Linked DNA regions of Mus musculus: regions 2, 3, 4 and 5 are each linked to region 1. A link is a contact called in public HiChIP or PLAC-seq and promoter capture Hi-C data. All regions are on one chromosome and are shown on one strand. Each heading gives the region's core, a stretch centred on a gene start, on an enhancer-like site or on the middle of the called end of the contact. The rest is flanking DNA. Distances are from core to core; before and after follow the strand shown. Region 1 holds the start of Rnf144a (ring finger protein 144A). Region 2 holds the start of Grhl1 (grainyhead like transcription factor 1). Region 3 holds the start of Klf11 (Kruppel-like factor 11). Region 4 holds the start of 2900060N12Rik (RIKEN cDNA 2900060N12 gene). Region 5 overlaps Kidins220 (kinase D-interacting substrate 220).

Region 1 (2,751 bases), core at 107-2,606:
ACACTGGAAAAAGTAGTCCAGACCAATGGTATGGCTGAAGAGGAGCGAAACTTTGGCTCTTTGGGAGCCAAGGAGGCAACCCCGTGGGAACGGTTCTTCACACTCTGCATTCCTTTGCTGGTGCTTTTTCCCCCACCCTGGCTACGCCCCACTGGTCATCTGATTCCACATCCCTCCTTTAGAAAGGCCCCTGTCTCTGCTCTCTCATCGGAGGGCACACTGACCACCTTTCCTTCTGTCTGCTACTGTGTTTATGTGCGTCTCTTAGCCGTCTAAACTACTACCCTGGCCGGGGTCATTGAGAAGGACCTGTCTCCCAGACACCACGCCTGGAAGGCCCTTCCTTCCTAGAACTGTCCTAAGCAAGATTGGACTGTCCTTCTAATCCTAGGACACAGGAACCCTGGGAAGGTTTCCCAGAGCCTTGTCTAGCTCTCCTTGTTACTTGGCCTTTGACCCTGTACCAAGCAGGCTGTAGGACTGTTCAAAATAAGTATACTTTAAAGTATTCTCTGAAAAAAAGAGACCAAAACAAGAACTAGAGCAAACTTTAAGTGCGACCACCAGAGACCCGCCTAGGGTGAAGAAGTCGCCTCTTCCCGCGCAACGGCGGCGGCCAGGAAGCCTTCAGTTTTAGCAGGAGGAGCGATACAATCTCTGAGCTCCACGGATGGTGTAGAAAACCGGGAGCAATGCGGAGCACGGGATACGAGAGTCCTGAGGGGACTTCCTTGGGCAAGAGGGGTACAAGGGACACGGAGACTCCTGGGCCAGAGGCTAGCAGAGGACCATGCCCACGGCCAGGCGCGGCTAAGCACTGCGGGGTACTCGCGACTGCCACTGGCCAGAACGGACCCGACCTTCCCCACGCCCTCGCTCTGCCCATGTCCAGGTCACGGCGGGAGTCCACCCAAGGCCTGCAGACGGCCGCCCACCCGGGCCACTCCAGCAAAGCACACCCCGCGCCTGCGGCTGGAGACTTCTCCGTGGCGCGCGATCCCCAAGTGCAAGCGGCCAGGAGGACGCGGCCGTCACCCAGCGGAATCCCGGAGCATAGTCCCCATCGCCGCCCCGGAGCCCGCGGGGTCCCCGCCCGGCAGCACGGGTTAGGGGGCCGAAACCAGCCCCGCACAGCCTTATCCCGCGCGGCCCGCTCGGGCGATGCCGACACAAAGGGGACGCGCGCGTCACCCACCTGGTCCCGCGCGGTCCGGGCTCCCGCTCGGCCTCTTTGCGCGTGGCTGTGATGGCCCCGCCCGGTGCCGGCTCGCGGGTGCCGCTGCCCCGTCAGCCTCCCGCGTGCAGCCCGCCCCGCAGCGCAGCGCCCTTTATGCCTCCCCGCCCTGCGCCCTGAGAACTGCGCGCGGGGTCGACGGGGCGCGAGCGCGCACTAAGCGCGGGCGCGGGAGGCAGAGCCAGTTTGCACGCCAGCGCCCCCTGCCGTTCAGAGGTGCCTTAATGTCCATGCACCAGGACCAGGCGAGCAGCCCCCAGCAATGCCAAAGGGAGGGCCCAGATCAGTTGGGGGGTGGGGGTGGCGGGACAAGGGGGCAATGAGTCCTCCTGAAGTTGGACCCCTGTTTTCAATACTAGAAGAACGAGTGCCAACAGCTAGAAAGAAACGAGTGAAAAATCCCGACCCTACCAGTCAGAAGCTGGAAATCTCACTCAGTGAAGTATCTGGGACCCTCTAGAGTAGTCTGTCTATGCAAATTACAGCAAGTCTCTGGACTTGCCAGAACCTGCCCGACAGCTATCCTGCCTGTGAGTAGTTTACCATGAATACTATGAAAGAATCATCTTTTCACCCTAACTTCTGATAATGCAAATGAATGAGAAGAGTCCTCAACCTGCTTGGACCTGAGGCTGAGGCTCTGTGCATATATATGAAGCACAAGCCAAAGCATTTCGTTTCTTTCCCTTAGAGCCTAAGATCCACCAGTGGATGGGAATTCCCATAAGTTATTATCTTGCAATCCCTCTGGTAGGTCCTGGAAGTTCATGTCAAACGTGCAAAAATGGGTGAACCTTTTGAGTATGTATTAAGGCTAGAATGAAATGTTCCCACAGGCATGTGTTCTGAACGCTTGGTCTGCATCTGGTAAAGATATTTCTGAGAGGCTCTGGGAATGTCAGGAGGTGGGAGTTAACTAGGGAAGGCCCTTGGGGGGATCCAAGACACACACACACACACACATACACACACACACCACACTTGTGTGCGTTCTCTCTCTCTCTCTCTCTCTCTCTCTCTCTCTCTCTCTCTCTCTCTCTCTCTCTCTCTCTCTCTCTCTCTCCTAAGATGTTCTGCTCAAGCACTTTGGGTCCAAACAGCTGTGGACTGCGTTCTTTGGCTGGGGGACTGGAGAGCCTCCATTTGCTAACTCAACTTCTCTAGTTTTCCCCTAGAGAATTAAAACAGGATTAAAAGCTCTGTACCATCTACCGTCTGCTGCTACATTCCCAGGTGCATATTTGTGTTTATACATGTGTATGTGAGTGCAAGCCAAAAGTCAATGCTGGGGTGTTCACCTCTTTTTCTCTACTGTATATTCTGAACCTAAACCCCTTTAATTCATGCAGACCTGTTGGCCAGCAAGTTCCAGGAGACCTTCTGCCTCTACCCCAACCCCCATTATCCAGTGCTAGGATGCTGAGCATGCACCACATCTGTATTCTTACATGGATGCTGGTTATTAAACTCAGGTCCTCAGGCCTGCATGGCAAGCACTGTAGTGACCAAGCTGTCTC
Region 2 (2,751 bases), core at 182-2,681, 1.8 Mb before region 1:
TTTGGGCCTGGCCTGGAACTGGAGAGCCTCCTGCCTCAACTCCTGAGTCCTGGGATTGTCTGCACACCATCTGTCAGAGGTGCTCTCTAACCTGCCCTTTGGGTCTCAGAGAATCCTGTTCGTTTGAACACAGAGGCATCTAGAATTCAAACCCTTCTCAGTGTCCCATCACCCCGGGTCATGCTTCTGGCTACTATTTATCTTTTGCTTGTCTCTTTTGAAATTGCCTCCTGCTGATTCCCTACCATTCAGTGACCAGATTATTTGAAAACACGAGTGAAGTCTGTCTATGCCCTACCGCAAGTCCTTCAAAGCTTCCTCACTTAAGGCCTTACAGAAACCCGCGGGGCTCTACAGTTTGCACCAGTGCCCAGTTACTCTCTGGCCACACTGCTTTCCTAGCTCCTCAGTGGACACACTCGTGTCTCCTCTATCACGGTCTATAGCTGTGCCTTCACCCTTATGCCCACCCCCTCGCCATCTACATCTTTAAACCCAGAGAGCTCCACTCTACTTTCCCCATCCACCTGCAAAGAGTGCCATCTCTCTCCGCACACCAAAGGAGTCACCGTGACTCTCAAAGTAGGACGCTCTAGGAGGCAGGAAAATTTGCCTGCTCTGTCTCTGCCTTGTCCTCTCTGTCTAGGTCCCTGTCTCTACTGTTGTAGGCCTGAGGCTGAGGTTAAAGAAACCGACCCATAGGAAAATGGTTTAAAAAGGGGTTAGGATATGGGAGGAAAAAGTGGAAGCCAATCTGGAGCTGGCCAAACAGAAAGACCACACAGGTAGTAGGTAGGGGTTGAGGATGCTAAAGTCCAAATATAGCGCTGGGCAGATGAAGAGCCAAGCAAGTTCAGATGCCCTCAGGAGGCTGGTGGGGACCTCTGGGGCTTGGGAAGGTGTCTTAGAGTGATGCTTTTGACACTTGATAGGTGCCCAATAAACAGGGACCGCTGGCCGGGGAAACGTGGGTTATTAAGAGGCTGTGCAGATTGGCGACTGTCACATGGTGGGCACTGAGAGATGAACCAGAAGGAAACCTCCAAACCTGCACAGCTGCAAAGAAATTCCCTAGGTATTTCCCAGGCAGAGGCCTTGGGGCCGGAGAACTGACCGCGAGAGAGAACTGGAAGGTGAAACGCGCCCACGCGGGTGTGCGCCGAAGCCTCTCGGCGCCGGCGGCACTACCGGCCGGCGCCACCGGGGCCAGCCGCGCGCAAGCTCCCCAGCGCCGCTGAGCACCGCCGAGCACCGCGTGGCCCCCGCCCTCCGGTCCGCCCCCAGGCTCCTCCCCAGAGCTCCATCTCACCAATCAGGAGGAGCTCCCTCCTCCCAGTTCCAGAAGCTCCGCCTTGGGCCGGAGCTCCGCCAGCCAATGGGAGGCCGAGCCCAGCGCCCAGTGCGCGCAGCCCGCGCCGAGCCGGCTCAGAGCGAGAAAAGCGAACCCAACCCGTCGGGGCCGCCGCTCCGGACCCACCGCCTGCCGCCGCGCGCCGCCCGCCGCCGCCTCCTCCCCCCGGATCGGGTGTACTGTCCCAACCCGAAAGTCCAGTTCTGCGGCCCGGCAGCGGCGAGCGAGCGCGATGACACAGGAGTACGACAAGTGAGTGAGGCGCGGGCGCGAGTCCGGCCAGGGCCCGGGGGCCACCGCACCTGCCGCGGCGACGGCGCGGGTTCCGGGAGCTGGGAGGACAGGCTGGGTGGGGCGAGGCTAGGGGGTGGGGGGGGACACTCGGCCTGTCGTCTAAGGGCTCCCGGGCTCCCGGGCCCCGCGCTCATGGACCGGTGGGGACGGGTGGACCCTGGGCAGCCTCCTGTCACCTGCGGAGCTGCCGGAGCGAGAGATCTAGGGGAAGGTTGAAGTGTCCGCTGCCCGCGCGTTTTCTTCACTCCGGCTGCTGTGTGAGAAATCTGCTGTGGGTGTTCTTGGGCCCTTGCATCACCGATGGTAATTACAGAAGACTATTTTTGCCGTTTGGGAATATCAAGAGGAAGAAACTGCACGCAGGGTGATAAAGTTAGAGACCACTGTCGAATCGGGATTGCTTTTTAGAGTTTGGGACATAAGAAAGCAGCGAGAAATGTTCAGTGATGATGTAAGATGTGATCAGACGTTGGCAGGACTTGTGTGGGGGCAGTTCTCGATTTTACTCGCAACTTTTCTATAAATATGAAGATGTTCTGAAAGATCAAGTCTGTCTTATCTCGGCTCAGTAAATCTGGAGTGAAGAATTGGTTTCATAGTTAACTTGTTAAGGGTGGATTTTTCTCATGCTTGTTTTCTGATGAAGGTTAGCTGAGTGTGGAATCAGTAAGAGATTAATCTTGTCTTGTAGAAAATGAAGTTCAGGTAGTGCTCGGCTTTCCTTTTAGAATCCTGACCTATAACTCTTGAAGGTCTGAGGCTCATTTGAAAACACCCATGAACCTTCAGGGCCGGAGCAACAACTTGCTCTTCTTGAAGAAGTGGGCTGCAATTGTTCATGTGTTTATTTCTCTACTTACTGACTAGGCAAAAGTCCCAGTGCCAGCCTCTTGGCCTTAGGCATACTTTGGAAATATAAAATGCCTTCAGGGTAATTGCAGACATAAAGCCACTTGGAAAATATTTATTTTCTGATGCTTGTACCAATGTTGGATGGGATGGGAGAAGGGAAGCTTGAAAAACTAGCATTACGACTGTTGAGCGAGCCAACTGCTGTCAGAGTCTTCTGGAAGTGGCTATTAGACTATTAATAATAGCTCAGCAGT
Region 3 (2,751 bases), core at 154-2,653, 1.8 Mb before region 1:
ATTTTAAGACCCCATAACCCTTCCTTAATCCCAATCACCCTCCAAAGGCTCCCTCTCCAAATACTATTAACATATTACTCTGGAGATTATTCTCCAACACATACGCCATAAAACCACGTGTGGAGAGAACAGGAGACAGTAGGGACGTTGGATGGGGCGGAGGCATTATAGGTAAGGGTGAACACGGGGAGTCAGAAATTCAGTGTGGGAATGAAGCAAAAACAATTTAAACAGGCCCAAGTAGAAGACTAACTCCATGTGTGTTAAATGCCCCAGTAGTTAGACATGTGAATTCACCTTTAAACACTCCTACTGTTACTTTCAACAAACTCCCTTTCTTTGGTTCACTTAATTCCATTGTCAAGCCAGTGTGAAACTGAGGAATCAGGGTTGCAACTATAACCCTTAGGCCTTACCAGCTTAAGGACAGGGCTCTCTGCCTGCCTGCCTCTCTGCCTGCTCACCTGTCTGATAAAAATAGGCAGCATAATGTCCAGCTCCTGTCTGCTCATATCAGCAATGATTCTCCCAGACCTCCACTAGTTTCAAGGCTCTGCAGTGAGGCATCAGGGGGTTAGTAGAGGGGTGCCCTATTGCTGCACTGTAGGTTGGAGGTGGGCACGACATACTGCATGCATTGACCTCTGCTCTCCAAGACTTGTGATGAGTGTACATGAATAACCGCACCTAAAGGCCCAAGGGGAAAAAACGGATACTCAGGATTTGGGTCAGGTCTCACGTAGGCCTGAGGACACCCCAAGTGGGTGTCCTTTGTATGGCCACTGGGGAGGATGCGCAGGCTTCATTAGGTACATGTCGAGTGGCTGACTACACGGCTGTAGTTCTTTTGTAGCAGAAGGCAGATTAGAGTAGGAAGAGCATTTGATCTGGCGCCATGCAGGAAAAAGCGGATGTCGTCCCTAAACCCAAGCAGCTTTCAAGCCTCTTCCTGGGCAGAGATGCGGTCCTAAGAGCCAACGACAGCTTAAAAGAAATTAGAGACAGGGTGAGGCCGTCCCTGTGGGTCCCGCCTACCAGATCCGTCCACGGCGTGGGGCCAGCGCGCGACCTCTGCGAGCAGCCCCTGCGGCAGAAGAGGACCTTACTGCGGTCGACTGCCGCCGCGCCGCCGCCGGGACCTTTCCCCTACTTTCCAGGCCTCACGCCCCGCCTCTAGCCCGGACCAAAACACGTGCCGCCGCCCGCCCCGCCGGATCACGCCGCAGCCAGGCTCCGATCACGCGCCCCCCCGCGGCGCCCATTGGCCCGCTTCTTGCCGGCCTGGCGCTGATTGGCTGGCGGCAGAGGCCATGCCCCCAGCAGGGAGCGGTGTATTTTGGTTTGCCCGCGCGCCCCGCCCAGGGCCGCTCCCTCCGTGGCGCCCCGCCCCTCCCGCGCCTCCCGGGCCGCGCGGAGGCAGAGCCGCGCGGCAAGGAAGGCGGAGGTGCGCGCCGGGAACAGACGCTCGGGACACCGCCGCCCGCCGCACACGTGCAGCCTCCGCCGCACGCAGGGCTCCTGCCTCGCAGCATTGCTGCCTGCAGGCCATACGGCACCATGCACTCGCCGGGCTCCACCGGCCCCGGCGACGGGCGCGCGGTAAGTGACGGGGCTGAGCGCGGGACGAGACGGGGGACGCGGGAGGGATGGCGACTTCTCGCTGCGGTGGGGGCTGCGGATTTGCTCTGGTCCGGACAGGGACCCGGAGGCTCGGCCGGGTCAGGGTGGGGAGGGGGGTGTGTTAGCGCGGCAGCCTGCCTTCAGCTTTGTCTCTGGTCCGCTGCGGCCCCGCCCGGCGCGGCTATTTCCAGCCATGACGTCACCCGAATCCAGAGGAGGACCGCTGTTGGATGTGGGCGCGGCTGGCGGGAACTTGGGGGCGGAGTCAAAGCTGGGGCGCAGCATGGGGGCGTGGCCAAAGCTAGGGCGTGGGCAAGCGTGCTTGGAGGAGATATTGGGGGAACTAGATGGGACCAAGGCGAAGGACATGGTGAAAGCACCTGGTAGTAGTGTAAGAGGGCGGAACCGAAGCTAGAGAGCTTGGTGAGAACCTCTGGTAGGACTGTGGGGCGGGGCCGATGTAAGAGTGCATAGTGAGAGTTTATCTAGGGGCGGGGCAAAGGCTAAGCCGAAGGGAGGGAGTGTGGTGAGAGCATCTGGTAGGAGTGCAGTGGGAGGGGCTGTGGGTGGAGCCAAAGTAAAGGTATCTCAGGAGGGTGTGGCCAGAGTGCCTGGATGGGGTTACGACGGAATGAGGAGCAAGGCAATAGTGTGTCTTGATAGGCGAGTGTGCAAGAGTGTGGTTCGAAGAGGTGTGTCAGCCAAGCTTAATGGGCTGGTAAGGGTAGAGCTGGGCGAAGGGTGGAGTCTAAGTGAGAAGGGGTGTGGTAAAATGGGACTTTGCAGGCTTGGGCCCAGGGACTGAGTGAAGTCATGGCAGGGACCTCTGTCAGAAGGTGTAGGGTGTGGAGCAACAGAACCTGATAGAAATGTAGGGGGCCAGAGAAGTGGTGCGGAGCAGGTTCCTGGTGAGAACACAGTATTACATGGACTCAAGGGAACCTACGTTCGCATTCTTTCCTAGTATGGGGCTGGACATTGATTCCACTTGAAGGCTCATAATCAAAATACCCTTCCAGGAGGTTGTCTGGCCCCTATGGTCATATCTTTGCCTGTTCAGTGAAGGGGAATCTGGACAGACAGGAAGTTTTGAAGCTCAGAAAATATGTATGGAAATATGTGTCTGTAGGC
Region 4 (2,751 bases), core at 80-2,579, 1.6 Mb before region 1:
AGACAGAGACAAAGAGGTCCTCGATCCAAGGTTATATTAATAGAGAGGTCCAGACTTGGGACTATTTTAGGAAGTAGATTATTGGACAGGTTTGATTTCTAATTGGTCCCAGCTAGTTGGAACACAATATTAAGAGTGAAAGATCTCAATTATTTTCTCCCCATCCTCTAAAAGACTACCTTACTAGGACTCAGCTGTTCACCCAGAGAATATTAGCAGCAAGAGACTATCCCAACTAAATTCAATAACCCCCTTTTCAGAGAGAGCTGAGTCCACAGCCAGGTTTCCTGAAGCACTACTTGCCCGCTCTTACTACTGAAGCCTCTAGAGTGGTCCTTGAGGAAGTGCTGTACCTAGTAGTTGATGGCTATTCTGGAGTGGGTGTTAAACCTGAGAATGAAGAGGGCCTTGTCTTTAAGAGGTCAAAACTGGGGCTAAATTAGTTGGATCTCAGGCCCCCCCCCCCCCCACACACTGTTATTTAGCTCTTGGTTAAGTTATGTAATTTTTCTGGAATTCAATTTCCTTGCTAGATTGAGGGTGGTTACAATACCTGCCTCACATGGTTGTTGTGGGGACTCACATAAGTCTACCTTTAAAAGCAGTGTTAGCAGCACATTTAAACCCCCGCCCCCCTTTAAATATTAGTTTCCAAATCCTTGGATTTTGAGAGGACGATGCTGGCATTTTCCAGGTGTTCCCATGGCTAGTTTAAAGGGTAAGAGATCACATTTGTAGGGCTGACACACTAACTGCCCTCCTGGAATGGAGGTGTGGACACAGCAGAATTCACATCTGGCAGAGAGGCTCGCAGGCACGAAGGGATGCTTACCAGCAGCCTTTCCTTTGAGGAGGCGGGGCCTTTACATGCCGGCCGCTGGCTACCCAGGCTTTCCCTCGGGCGCTGCCCAGGTCCGACCTGTTTCCCTCTCAGCTGGATGCGCGGTGAGGGCATCGTCCCAGCGCGGCCGATCAGGCCCAGGTGGGCGGCGGGTGAGGTAGGACCACCCGGCTTTCCGCAAGTTTGGGCAGCCCAGGAGACAAAGGCACTTTCTGCTTTGGGGTTCTTGTAGCGCGTCTCCCTGAAGCTCCCAGCCCCCTACCTTTGTTCCCAACTTCCCCCGGCGCTGCAACTCTTTGTCTGGCCGCCACCCCGAGCCCCTTTGTTGTCCACCGTCACTGCCAGTGAGGGGTGGGGACGGCGCCCACCATTCCTGAGAAAGGAAGTGAGCAGAGGCGGAGGCAAAGCCGCCCTCACACGCCCCCACCAGCTAGCCTGACTCTCGGTCGCCCTCGGGCGACAGCCATGGTCGAGCCTCAGCCCCTCGCTGGGGTCCTCAGCACGGAGGAGGGGCGCGGCGAGGCCAGCGTCCTCTGATTGGCTGTGGGAGTCGGGGCGCCGCGACGCCATTGGACCGCGGAGCTGTCTGGCGCACGAGTGCGCGAGGTGGGGAGGGGGCTCTGGAAGCTGCTGGAAATCGGGCCGCCCGGCGGCGTGAGGGGGCCGCGCGGCTGGGTGGGCGGGGCGCCCAGCAGTGGGCGGGGCCACTAACTCCGCCCACTGCCCCTCCCCGCGCGGCTGCTCCGACCGCGGGCGGCCGAGGGGCGGGCGCGCCGCTGCATCCCCATCCTCGGCGTAGCTCGGCACAGAGCGAGCAAGCAAGCAAGCGGCGCCTGGCCGGAGCGAGCGGACGCAGCGCCGAGGCCCGGCCATGGCCACCACCAGCACCACGGGCTCCACCCTGCTGCAGCCCCTCAGCAACGCCGTGCAACTGCCCATCGATCAGGTACCGGCGTCCGGGGCGTCGTGCCCTGGCCGCCTCTGCCGGCCGCGGTGCCACCCGGGCGGGAGCAGGGTGGGGGCTGGGGCCGGGACCGCCGTGCCCGGCGCCCGGCGGGGCGGGGGCGCGCGGCTGGCCTTGTCCCCTCGGCTGTCGCTCCGGCTGGTGCCTCTGTGCCCACCCAGCCTCCCATCGCCGCCCGGGCGGGGGTGGGCGCGGGCGGAGGCTCGGCGACAGCCCGCCGGGGAGGGCTAGACAGACGTGCGCGCGTGCATGCTGTCGCTGCCGGGCCACCGGGCGTCGGACCCGGGAGTCCCGGGACCGGTGGACCTGGCACTGCTGCGGGTTATCGGGAGACTAAGAATGGTTTGGGTGCCGAGTGCCCAGGACACGGCGTGGATGGACGAGGCTTAAGCTCTTCTGCACTTGGGGACAGTTTGCATTGAAGTGTGGCTCAATAGACGGAGAGGCAACAGTTTGGGGGAAGACAGGTTATGAAGAGAAGTCAACGTGACTTCACGATGCTAGGGTTTCTGGTGAAAAAGTTGCAGCTGTGGATAGGAGCAGCCATCCTACCCCCTCACCCTACCCCCAGAGAAGCTTTTGACACTAGGGAAGGCTGGCATTTAAATGAGGCCAGTCGAATTTGATTGTTTAAAGGGCCTCAGGATTACTGAAATAAACAGCATTGGGATGGAGAAAGCAGCGCCATTTTTATTGAGCAAAGGAACTTTGGAAGTATGTCCTGAGAAAGGTCTGGGAAAGTTGTTGGTGGGGTATGGTTAGATAGCTGGTCTAGCTCCAGTACTGAAGGAAATTGACTTTGGAAATTCAGCCTAACATTATTTCTGATCTGGAGGTGTTTGCACTTCCAAGGGCTATGGGCTCAGCTTGAGTAGCTGCTAGTGGTATCTTAAGGTTTGCATGTAAAACACAAGATTCCTCTCTGGACTTGAGCTGGAGGTGACAC
Region 5 (2,751 bases), core at 108-2,607, 1.4 Mb before region 1:
ATCTCTTGAAAGCTGACCTTCCCCGCCCCACGCTCCCTGACTCTTAAGCATCCACTTGGTGCTGTTTTGGAGTAGAATTGTTCTATACTGAGGTCAGCGTCCCTATCATTGTAAGTCTCAATGCTTTCTGCTTGGCTCTGGCTTTCTTTACACACTCCACTTGAATTTTGGTTTTTAAGTTTTAAAAGTTGTACACTAAATGCGGATACTTCTCTTAGCATTGTTAATAGGATTAAGGTAAGATTTGGCATAACGTCACTGGACCATCGCAGTGGGCAGTGTGCTTTCTTGACCCTCTTGCAGGAACAGTACTGTCCTGTACTTTAGCGCTCTCTGAAGCCTCTGTAATGGGGTTTGACGATGCAAACAATGATTCTTCTTCTCCCAAGGTCTTAGAAATGAGAAGTGTGGAAAACCAGGTGGTCCCCGAAGACCCACGTTTTCTCAATGAAAACTCCAGTGCCCCCGTTGCTCATGGGGAATCTGCTCGCCGCACTTCTCACAGTGAACTGCCCCACACGGAGCTTTCCAGCCAGACTCCCTACACCCTGAACTTCAGCTTTGAAGAACTGAACACGCTTGGCCTAGACGAGGGAGCCCCACGGCACAGTAATCTGAGTTGGCAGGTATTTATTTTGTGTCATTTTTCATATAATTGGAGAATAAAGACTGCAGATATTCTGGTGCATTAAAACACTCATTCAGGCAGTGTTGCTTGAGAACCCAGCTGGGCAAGAGCAAGGGCCATCTACTGAAGGAGTTGGGTTTATTTTGAAGGGGAAGAAATACAGAAGCAAAATACAGAGGAAGTTAAGTTATTCAGAATTGACAGGAAGAGTGAAAGCAGTCCCAGAAGACAATGGTAGGAGAGTAAGAATGGGGGGCTGGGCCTGATGGTGCACGCCTTTGATCCCAGCACTCCGGAGGCAGAGGCAGGAGGATCTCTGAGTTCGAGTCCAGCCTTGTCTACATAGAGTGAGGATGGGGCTGTGTTAGGGTGGTTGCAAACTTTCCTTTCTTTTGGTATTTTCCTGTGGGATATGGTAATTACCAGCCAAAGTGCACCTGTATGGAAGACTAGCTTCCTGCTGTCCTACTGACACCTTCAGTTTGGTTCCCCAAGTCACATACATAGGAGCACGCACTACGCATCCCACTTATTCTTTCTCTCATGTTGCTCAGGCTGGCCTTCAACCCCAGGGCTCAAGAGATTCCCCTGCCTCAGCAGCAGCCTGTGTGGTAGGACCACAGGCCTGTACCACGTCTTCTGTGGGGATATTCTTAGAGGTGTGCAGGCGTCAGAAGCAGAAGTACAAGTGGGGTATGCGTGAGGAGGAGGGAAGAGGAAGAAGGAGGGGGAGAACCAGAGCAGTGTGCAGAGGAGCAGTGAGGAAGTAACAGCAAGGAAGCTGTGCTCTGGACGGAGGGGAAGACCAAGCCTGGCGGGTGCTCCTGGGAGGGCTTTTGTCTGGCAGTGAAAATATTTTTAATTTTCTCCATACTGTGTGCCTTAAGTGAAGAAGTCATTTTTTATTATTATTAAATACTGACTATTGTAAGAATTGCTTTACAGTGTGCTCAGTTCATACTTGGTCCTTTGGTGTCTTTGTTCCGACAGACGTAGTTCCTTTCCTTTCCAGCTTTCTGAGAAACTGCTCCTCCTTACTCCCCTGCAGGTGCTTCCTCCTGTACCCTTCCATCCTCACTGCCTGCCTGCCTGCCTGCGGCTCTCACAGCCCTTTGAGCTTAGCCTTTGTTCTTAGCCTTAGGCAGGTCTCTGGGCTGGCAAGATGACTCAGCAATAAAGATGCTCCTACAACCCAGTGACCTGAGTGTGATCCATCCCTGGGACCCACATGCTTTAAGGAAAAAAAACCAACTCCTCAAAGTTGTCCTCTCACCTACACACACACACACACACACACACACACACACACACACACACACGTAATAAAAATTATCAGGGCCCAGAAAACTTTTGCATATGTAAGTTACTATAAATAGCTAAATAGAACCTGAAAATGTTTCTAAATATTTTAAGTAATTATATACTAGCATAAATAATATTTTTATAAAAAATGCTACTTTTTCAAACAAAACCGTCCAGTGGGAATGGGAATGTTTTAACATATCTTTATGATTGTCTTCATAGAAGACTGCTGGGTCCCCAGTTGCTCCTTCCCTCACATCTCCTGAGACAACACACATACATGTAGCTCTGGGCACTCCGTGAATGAAGGAGAGAAGGCACAGACCACCATCATGTCCTGCAGAGTGCAGTTCAGGACACATGGGTCCCCTGTACAGGGGCCCCACAGCCTTTGAGGAGAGCTGCATTAGTGGGTGGGGGAGGTATCACTCCTCTAGTCTGACAGCATCCTGTGGGACCTCTTCAAGGAGACAGATGCTGTCTCCTTTCCAGAGAAAAGATGGTCTCGCCTCTCTCTGTGCCTGGGTTCTAGCCTTTCCTGTGGTCTGATTGTAAACTCTCTTGACGCTGCTTCTTTCTTCCCCTGTTTCTTTTTTCTAATCTGTACTTTTAATTGTTCATTTGTTAGCGTTTCTACAGTCTAAAGCAGCTGGTCCCTTAAAGCCCAGTACTAGAAACTGAACTTAAGTCTCCCGTCCTGATTTCCCTGGGGTCCAGCGAACCCACAGCTTCTGTTGAGGTTCATTGCAAATCTGTGTTATCCCCCCACCCCCCATTTTAAGAACATTTCTTTCTCTGAATTAAAATTGGACAGGAACTTC

Evidence for each region. Promoter capture Hi-C pulls out the DNA fragments that hold promoters and counts their contacts. HiChIP or PLAC-seq counts read pairs in DNA pulled down with a chosen protein or histone mark.
Region 2: a promoter capture Hi-C map of pre-B cells shows a contact between it and region 1, with 4 times the contacts expected there. The contact joins the promoter of Grhl1 here to the promoter of Rnf144a in region 1. A contact is called at or near these places in 4 of 39 promoter capture datasets (cranial neural crest, frontonasal cranial neural crest, pre-B cells and 1 more), 1 of 115 datasets of contacts at active chromatin or transcription factors (memory CD8 T cells) and 1 of 9 other capture datasets (adipose tissue).
Region 3: a promoter capture Hi-C map of pre-B cells shows a contact between it and region 1. The contact joins the promoter of Klf11 here to the promoter of Rnf144a in region 1. A contact is called at or near these places in 6 of 39 promoter capture datasets (cranial neural crest, hippocampal neurons, liver and 2 more) and 2 of 484 Hi-C or Micro-C datasets (CD4 T cells and LSK cells).
Region 4: a contact with region 1 is called in a promoter capture Hi-C map of liver, with 4 times the contacts expected there. The contact joins the promoter of 2900060N12Rik here to the promoter of Rnf144a in region 1. A contact is called at or near these places in 8 of 39 promoter capture datasets (the 3T3-L1 cell line, cranial neural crest, hippocampal neurons and 4 more), 1 of 484 Hi-C or Micro-C datasets (Sertoli cells), 2 of 115 datasets of contacts at active chromatin or transcription factors (astrocytes and thymic regulatory T cells) and 1 of 9 other capture datasets (adipose tissue).
Region 5: a contact with region 1 is called in an H3K27ac HiChIP or PLAC-seq map of T-cell acute lymphoblastic leukemia, with 5 times the contacts expected there. The contact joins the enhancer-like site here to the promoter of Rnf144a in region 1. A contact is called at or near these places in 10 of 39 promoter capture datasets (the 3T3-L1 cell line, 3T3-L1-derived adipocytes, hematopoietic stem and progenitor cells and 5 more), 1 of 15 datasets of contacts at CTCF or cohesin (large pre-B cells), 1 of 484 Hi-C or Micro-C datasets (bone marrow-derived macrophages) and 3 of 115 datasets of contacts at active chromatin or transcription factors (T-cell acute lymphoblastic leukemia, VIP interneurons and large pre-B cells).

What each region holds. Positions count from the first base shown.
Region 1 is chr12:26,413,906-26,416,656 of GRCm38.p6, forward strand. Rnf144a (ring finger protein 144A) reads right to left here and starts at 1,357. Exons shown (of 10, transcript NM_001081977.2): 1 at 1,196-1,357. Mir6538 (microRNA 6538) reads right to left here and starts at 1,105; the gene lies at 996-1,105.
Region 2 is chr12:24,570,856-24,573,606 of GRCm38.p6, forward strand. It overlaps Grhl1 (grainyhead like transcription factor 1), which reads left to right and starts at 1,432. Exons shown (of 16, transcript NM_001161406.1): 1 at 1,432-1,603. The coding sequence starts at 1,584.
Region 3 is chr12:24,649,968-24,652,718 of GRCm38.p6, forward strand. It overlaps Klf11 (Kruppel-like factor 11), which reads left to right and starts at 1,404. Exons shown (of 4, transcript NM_178357.3): 1 at 1,404-1,599. The coding sequence starts at 1,558.
Region 4 is chr12:24,829,988-24,832,738 of GRCm38.p6, forward strand. 2900060N12Rik (RIKEN cDNA 2900060N12 gene) reads right to left here and starts at 1,330. Exons shown (of 3, transcript NR_166876.1): 1 at 833-1,330. It overlaps Mboat2 (membrane bound O-acyltransferase domain containing 2), which reads left to right and starts at 1,612. Exons shown (of 13, transcript NM_026037.3): 1 at 1,612-1,787. The coding sequence starts at 1,713.
Region 5 is chr12:25,053,409-25,056,159 of GRCm38.p6, forward strand. It overlaps Kidins220 (kinase D-interacting substrate 220), which reads left to right. Exons shown (of 32, transcript NM_001081378.1): 31 at 390-626. Among named protein-coding and RNA genes, the nearest start is that of Id2, 41 kb to the right of the region's middle. Within about 2 kb of position 1,358, at least 79 of the 459 cell types and tissues checked have an H3K27ac peak or open chromatin away from gene starts, as enhancers often do. A contact at or near this core is called in T-cell acute lymphoblastic leukemia, bone marrow-derived macrophages, hematopoietic stem and progenitor cells and 2 more, where this site is marked.